Linked DNA regions of Pan troglodytes: region 1 is linked to region 2. Evidence: chromatin contacts called from public Hi-C data. All regions are on one chromosome and are shown on one strand. Each heading gives the region's core, a stretch centred on a gene start, on an enhancer-like site or on the middle of the called end of the contact. The rest is flanking DNA. Distances are from core to core; before and after follow the strand shown. Region 1 holds the start of FBXL19 (F-box and leucine rich repeat protein 19). Region 2 overlaps BCL7C (BAF chromatin remodeling complex subunit BCL7C).

Evidence for each region. A called contact is a pair of places that touch in the nucleus more often than the background predicts.
Region 1: a contact with region 2 is called in a Hi-C map of blood, with 13 times the contacts expected there. The contact joins the promoter of FBXL19 here to the enhancer-like site in region 2. A contact is called at or near these places in 3 of 7 Hi-C or Micro-C datasets (blood, induced pluripotent stem cells and stem cell-derived neural progenitor cells).

What each region holds. Positions count from the first base shown.
Region 1 is chr18:34,948,690-34,951,627 of NHGRI_mPanTro3-v2.0_pri, forward strand. It overlaps FBXL19 (F-box and leucine rich repeat protein 19), which reads left to right and starts at 1,613. Exons shown (of 10, transcript XM_054669321.2): 1 at 1,613-1,915. The coding sequence starts at 1,874.
Region 2 is chr18:34,870,381-34,873,322 of NHGRI_mPanTro3-v2.0_pri, forward strand. The region is part of intron 5 of BCL7C (BAF chromatin remodeling complex subunit BCL7C); the gene reads right to left. Among named protein-coding and RNA genes, the nearest start is that of MIR762, 49 kb to the right of the region's middle. Within about 2 kb of position 1,366, at least 4 of the 24 cell types and tissues checked have an H3K27ac peak or open chromatin away from gene starts, as enhancers often do.

The DNA.
Region 1 (2,938 bases), core at 363-2,862, 79 kb after region 2:
GAAGTGAGCAGGTTTTCCAGGGGAGAAGGAAGATTGAGAAGAGGGGTATGGCTGCTGGCTCACACCTATAATCCCAACACTTAGGGAGGCCAAGGCGGGAGGCACACTTGTGGCCAGGAGTTCAAGACCAGCCTGGGCAACATAGCGAGACTTCGTCTGAACAAAAAAAAATTATAGTTTAAAAATTAGCTGGGTGTGGTGGCGCGTGCCTGAAGTCCCAGGTATTCACAAGGCTGAGGGAGGAGGATTGCTTAAGCCCAGGAGGTCGAGGCTGCAGCAAACTATGATCCTGCAACTGCACTCCAACCCAAGTGACAGAGCAAGACCTTAAAACACACACAAAAAAACAAAAAACGGCAGAAAGATGAGAAGCCGTTCCATTTGCATAGGCAGTTGAAGTGTCTAGGCAGAGGCCTCCAAGGCTGACTGGATATCAGGCAGGGGATGAGACTAGACAGCCTGCAATGCCTCCAACTCCAGGTTGCGGAAATCGTGTTTGTAGTACTTCAGTCGAATGGAGATTGAGCGCCCCCTGGGAGCAGTGCTCGGTAACAGACGCTGGAGGACCCCGATGAGGAGGGGCGGGGGTCGGTTCAATCTGGGAGGAGCCTGCGGGTCAGTTTTCTTCTCACAGGAGCTAACTCTGTCCGGCATCATGGATTCCTGGGCTCCCAGAACGGCTGGGCAGGAAGGGACCTTAGAAAGGGATCTACCACCGCGTGCCCCGTGCCAGAATTGGGCACTTTGGTGACAAGAACATTGGCTTGTTTAACACTCACAACTGTGCTTCGAGGTGGGGATCATTATCCCCATTGTCCCCATTTTGCAGATGAGAAAAAGCAAGGTTTGGTGGCTTCCCGGGGCGGGGCGGGGATTCGCTGTGACTCCAGGTCCTTTTCCCCGGAGCCCGCACGTCTTGTAAGACACTGATTCCCGGAGGTCTGAGGAGCAGGAATCGAGTGGGAGGTGCCCAGGCTTTCTAGGGAACAAGAGTGTGAATACACTCTGGACGAGAACCACGCCCCCCTGTTCGACAAGACTGATTCCTGCTGCCTTCCTTTAAGGGCCCTCCCCTGAAACGCAAAGTCCTCGCCCCATGGAGAGGCGGACATTCTTTATTCCCGGATCGCCCGACGTTTTTCTCCCCCACCCGCACTGATCCCCACTGGTGACATAAATCCTTCCCCTCCACTCGCGAGTGAAAGCTTGGGACTACATTTCCCGCCAGGCTATTCAGAAGCCGGTGGCGGAGAGAGGAGAAAAGAGTCTTTCCGTTTCCGTCGCCTGGCAATTTGGCGTGTCCGCCGGGATTCACATTTCAACAGCGACGTCCTTTCTCTGTTGGGCTCGGCAAGGAACTACATTTCCCAGCAGGCACCGGCGCAGAGGTCGAGGGGCGAGGTCGCCATCTTTTTCGTAGTCCTCTCCCTCATTTCCGCAGGGAAGAGGCCAGACGCCTGGACTACACATCCCATGTCGCAGTCGCCCCGGCCCTGCAGCCGCCATCTTTGCCGGTGGCCCCGCCCCATCCCCTTCCATTGTCTCGACTTGAGATGATAAACGGGAGCCGGGAGACTGCAACTCCCGTCAGGCCGTGCGCCACTGGTGGGGGGGATTTCGAGACCACAGGCGGGCGAGGTGCCCAAGGTGGTGGAAAGCGGAGACCGGGAGAGGTTAGGTAGCCTGCCATCTTTACGGTAGTCTCCTCGTCCTCTTGGTTCCGCCATTCTTAAGGAACACTAGAAGGCTAGAAAACTACTAATCCCATCGCACCTCGTAAGATCGACTACTAGTCAGGTGTATGTCCCTCTTCCGCCATCTTGCTTGTAGTCCTCTTTCCTTTTCACCTTTCCATTGTTCCTGACGAGTAGAAATGGCAGCGGGAAGGCAGCAGATGGACTGCGACTCCCGTCAGGTACCACACACGCGGAGGGTTGTGGACAGGAGGGCGTGTGAGCGCCTGGGAAGGAGGTCGGGTCGGGGGAGAAGGCCATCTTGTTTGTAGTCATCGTTCCCTCTCCTTCTCGATGTTCTGCAACTGGGAGCCTCGGGGCAACGGGACTCTAACTCCCGGCATCCTCGGCTCCCGGCTGGGCACGCCCTCCGCCGTCCTGTTTGTAGTTCCCGCTGTCCCCAGCGTCCTATTGTTCCCCCGTAGCATCAGTGGCCGCAGGACTACAACTCCCGTCGAGCCCTGCGTGCGTTCGTCCTGGAAAGTGGAGATGGTGGAGGAAGGAGGGGGAAGGGGGCGGGGTTCCTCTGGGAGAAGGAGGGAGTAAAGAGGGGGAGGAGGAGGAGGAGGAGGGAAGGAGGAGGGAGGGGAGGGGAGGGGGGAAGAGAGGAGGAAGGAGGAAGGAGCTGAGGAGGGATGAGAGAGGCGGCCAGGGCCCCGGGCCGTAGCAGCGCGGGGCTGGGGGACCAGGGGGGCTGAGACACCCCAACTGCCCCCTTCCCCTTTCCCTCTCCCCCTCTATCCTTTCCTTCCACCCTCCCGCTTGAGGAGGGGGATTTATTCAAATTTTATTTAAATCCCTATCTCCCGAGGGTCGCGCGCTGGGGGGAGGGGGAGAGGTCGGGGGTGCGCGCGGGCTGGGGGGGCGGGGCCGGAGCAGCTTCCTTCACCCCCCCTCCGCTCATCTCGTAGCCGTAGGGCAGGGGGTCGCAGTCCAGGGGCGGGCCCAGGGGAGGGGGGCAGGTTACAGCGACCCCCCCCTCCCCGGGAACCGGCGGTGGGCGGGCTTGAACCCCGGAAACGTTGGGGGGGGGCCCAGGCCTGGCCCTGGACCCCTGGGCAGTGGGGTCCGGGAAGGGGCCAGTTAAAGGGCCAGGGGCGCTGGGGAGAGGCGGGGCGGGGTGGGGGGAGGGGAGCTGGGACTCGGACCCGGGACTGAGTGGGCCCCGGGCAGAAGCTGAGCACCCTGCGCCCAAGGAGCCCCCG
Region 2 (2,942 bases), core at 116-2,615:
AGGCTGCAGTGAGCTGTGATCATGCCACTGCACTCCAGTCTCGGTGACAGAGTGAGACCCTGACTCAAAAAACAAACAAACAAAAAAGTTGGTGTGAAGGAGTGGATTCTTCTATTGGTGTTTGCCATGTTTGCCATGGACACTGAGCGTTACCGGATCTGCTGGATCTCAAGCACCACACAGTAGACCAGCATGTGATGTAATGCAGCCTGGACTTGCTGCAGAGCCTTCTCTCGCTCCAGTCCCTGCTCAAAACTAGCAGCATAGACCGGGCACTGTGGGTCATGCCTGTAATCCCAGGATTTTGGGAGGCTGAGGTGGGTGGATCACTTGAGGTCAGGAGTTGGAGACAAGCCCGGCCAATATGGTGAAACCTCATCTCTACTAAAAATACAAAGAATAGTCAGGCATTGTGGCACATGCCTGTAATCCCAGCTACTTGGGATGCTGCTTGGCAGGAGAATCTCTTAAACCCGGGAGGCAGAGGTTGCAGTGAGCTGAGATCGCACCATTGCACTCCAGCTTTGGCGACAAAGCGAAACTCTGCCTCAAAAAAAAAAAAAAAAAAAAAGTCCGGGCGTGGTGGCTCATGCCTATAATCCCAGCACTTTGGGAGGCCGAGGCAGGCGGATCACAAGGTCAAGAGATCAAGACCATCCTGGCCAACATGGTGAAACTCCGTCTCTACTAAAAATACCAAAATTAGCTGGGCGTGGTGGTGCGCACCTGTAGTCCCAGCTACTCGGGAGGCTGAGGCAGGAGAACTGCTTGAACCCAGGGGGCAGGGGTTGCAGTGAGCCCAGATGGCACCAATGCACTCCAGCCTGGTGACAGAGTGAGACTCCGTCTCAAAAAAAAAAAAAAAAAGGAAAAAAACAAACAAACTAGCAGCCTTACAAATACTAATTTGCTCCAAGAAAGATATTGTATCTGGGAACAGCAGCTACAATTGGAGTCACCATCTGATAAAGTTTATGATAGTCCACAGTCATTCTCCGAGATCCATCTGACTTCTGCACAGGCCACACTGGTGGGTTAAATGAGCATGTGATAGGTGTCATCACCCTTGCTTCTTTTAATTTTTTGATGGTGGCATTAATCTCTGTGCTTCCCTCAGGAATGTGGTATTTCTACTGGCTTCTTTTCTCTGTAGGGAGGGGAAGTTCCAGGGGCTTTCACTTAGGCCTTCCTGTCATATTGACCTTCAGTCTGAGTCAGAGAGCCTATGTGGGGATTCTGGCACTATGTCAGTTTTCAATCAGTTGTCTCAGCTCTAAATGTCACCCTCCAGTACCTGCTCTAAGATAACGGGCTGGACTTCTAATACATTTCTCCTTGCAAAGAACATGATGTTATGCTTTGTCAGTAGAGGGCGCTGGTGGGACATTGCAAGAAGAAGGGGAAGCTCTTCCTGGTTCTGGTCCTGTTGAGGTTTCATTTTTCTTGCTCTTGCTGCAGTTTTTCAGGGGCAGATCCCAGTGGTTCTCTGCCCTAGATGCATGTCCAGAGTGAAAAGTCCTTGGGAGGCCCAAAGACCCCAGTTTGCAACACTTTACCACGTTCCCTCCCCCAATATGGACACCACAAATCCCATACCACATGCCGCCTTTGCTGTGAGTGGCTCCTGGCACTTGGACAGTTTTTGCACACCCACCACTGGTCCTGACCTTTATTGGCTTTCTCTAGCACTGAACTCTGGCAGAGCACGCTTCTCCAGTACTTGGCTTCTGTAGCGGTCTAGCTTTCTCCAGCACTGTGCTCTCACCAAGCGCACTTTATCTAACAGGTAGAAAGCATGGCTTTCTCTGCCACTTGGTTCCTGTATGGGTAGAGCTTCCTCAGGCACTGGGCTCTTGCTGAGTCTGCATGCTCTCGTGCTTGACTCCTCTAATAGCCTGACTGTCTACAGTGCTTGATCCTTGCACTGGCAAAGCTCTTTCCAGCAATGGGCTCCTGCAGAGTGAGTTTCCTACAGTTCTTGGTTCCAACAGTGCTTGGTGGAATAGCAGCTTCACCTGATACCCCAGAGGGCCGATTTCTAGGAGGTCTCATTTGGTGAGGCATGTCAGTGGCTTCTCTGCCATGCCTTTCAAATGACATCTGGATCTCAGCCCTTGTGGGAGAAGATTCTTCATTGGATACTGTATCTCAGCCCCGGGGATAGTAGCTGATCTTTATATCTGCCACCTCTGTATTTCTGCATTCTTTTTTTTTTTTTTTTATTGAGACAGCACTCTGTTGCCCAGGCTGGAGTACAGTGGTGCAATCACAGCTCACTGCAGCCTCAAACTCCTGGGCTCAAGAGATCCTTCAGCTGGGCGCAGTGGCTCATGCCTATAATCCCAGCACTTTGGGAGGCCGAGACAGGCGGATCACAAGATCAGGAGATCGAGACCAGCCTGGCCAACGTGGTGAAACCCCGTCTCTACTAACAATACAAAAATTAGCTGTGCATGGTGGCAGGTGCCTGTAGTCCCAGCTACTCTGGAGGCTGAGGCAGGAGAATTGCTTGAACCCGGGAGGCAGAGGTTGTAGTGAGCTGAGCTAAGATCACGCCACTGCACTCCAGCCTGGGCAACAGAGCGAGACTCCATCTCAAAAAAAAAAAAAAAGAAAGATCCTTCAGCCTCAGCCTCCTCAGTAGCTGGGACCACAGGTTTGCACCACCATGCCTGGCTAATTTTAAAATTTATTTATTTATTTATTTATTTATTTATTTATTTATTTATTTTTTTGGAGATGGAGTCTCACTCTGTGGCCCAGGCTGGAGTGCAGTGGCGCGATCTCAGCTCACTGCAAGCTCCGCCTTCTGGGTTTAAGAGATTCTCCTGCTTCAGCCTCCCGAGTAGCTGGGACTACAGGCGCCCACCAACACGCCCGGCTAAATTTTTTTGTATTTTTAGTAGAGACGGGGTTTCACTGTGTTAGCCAGGATGGTCTCG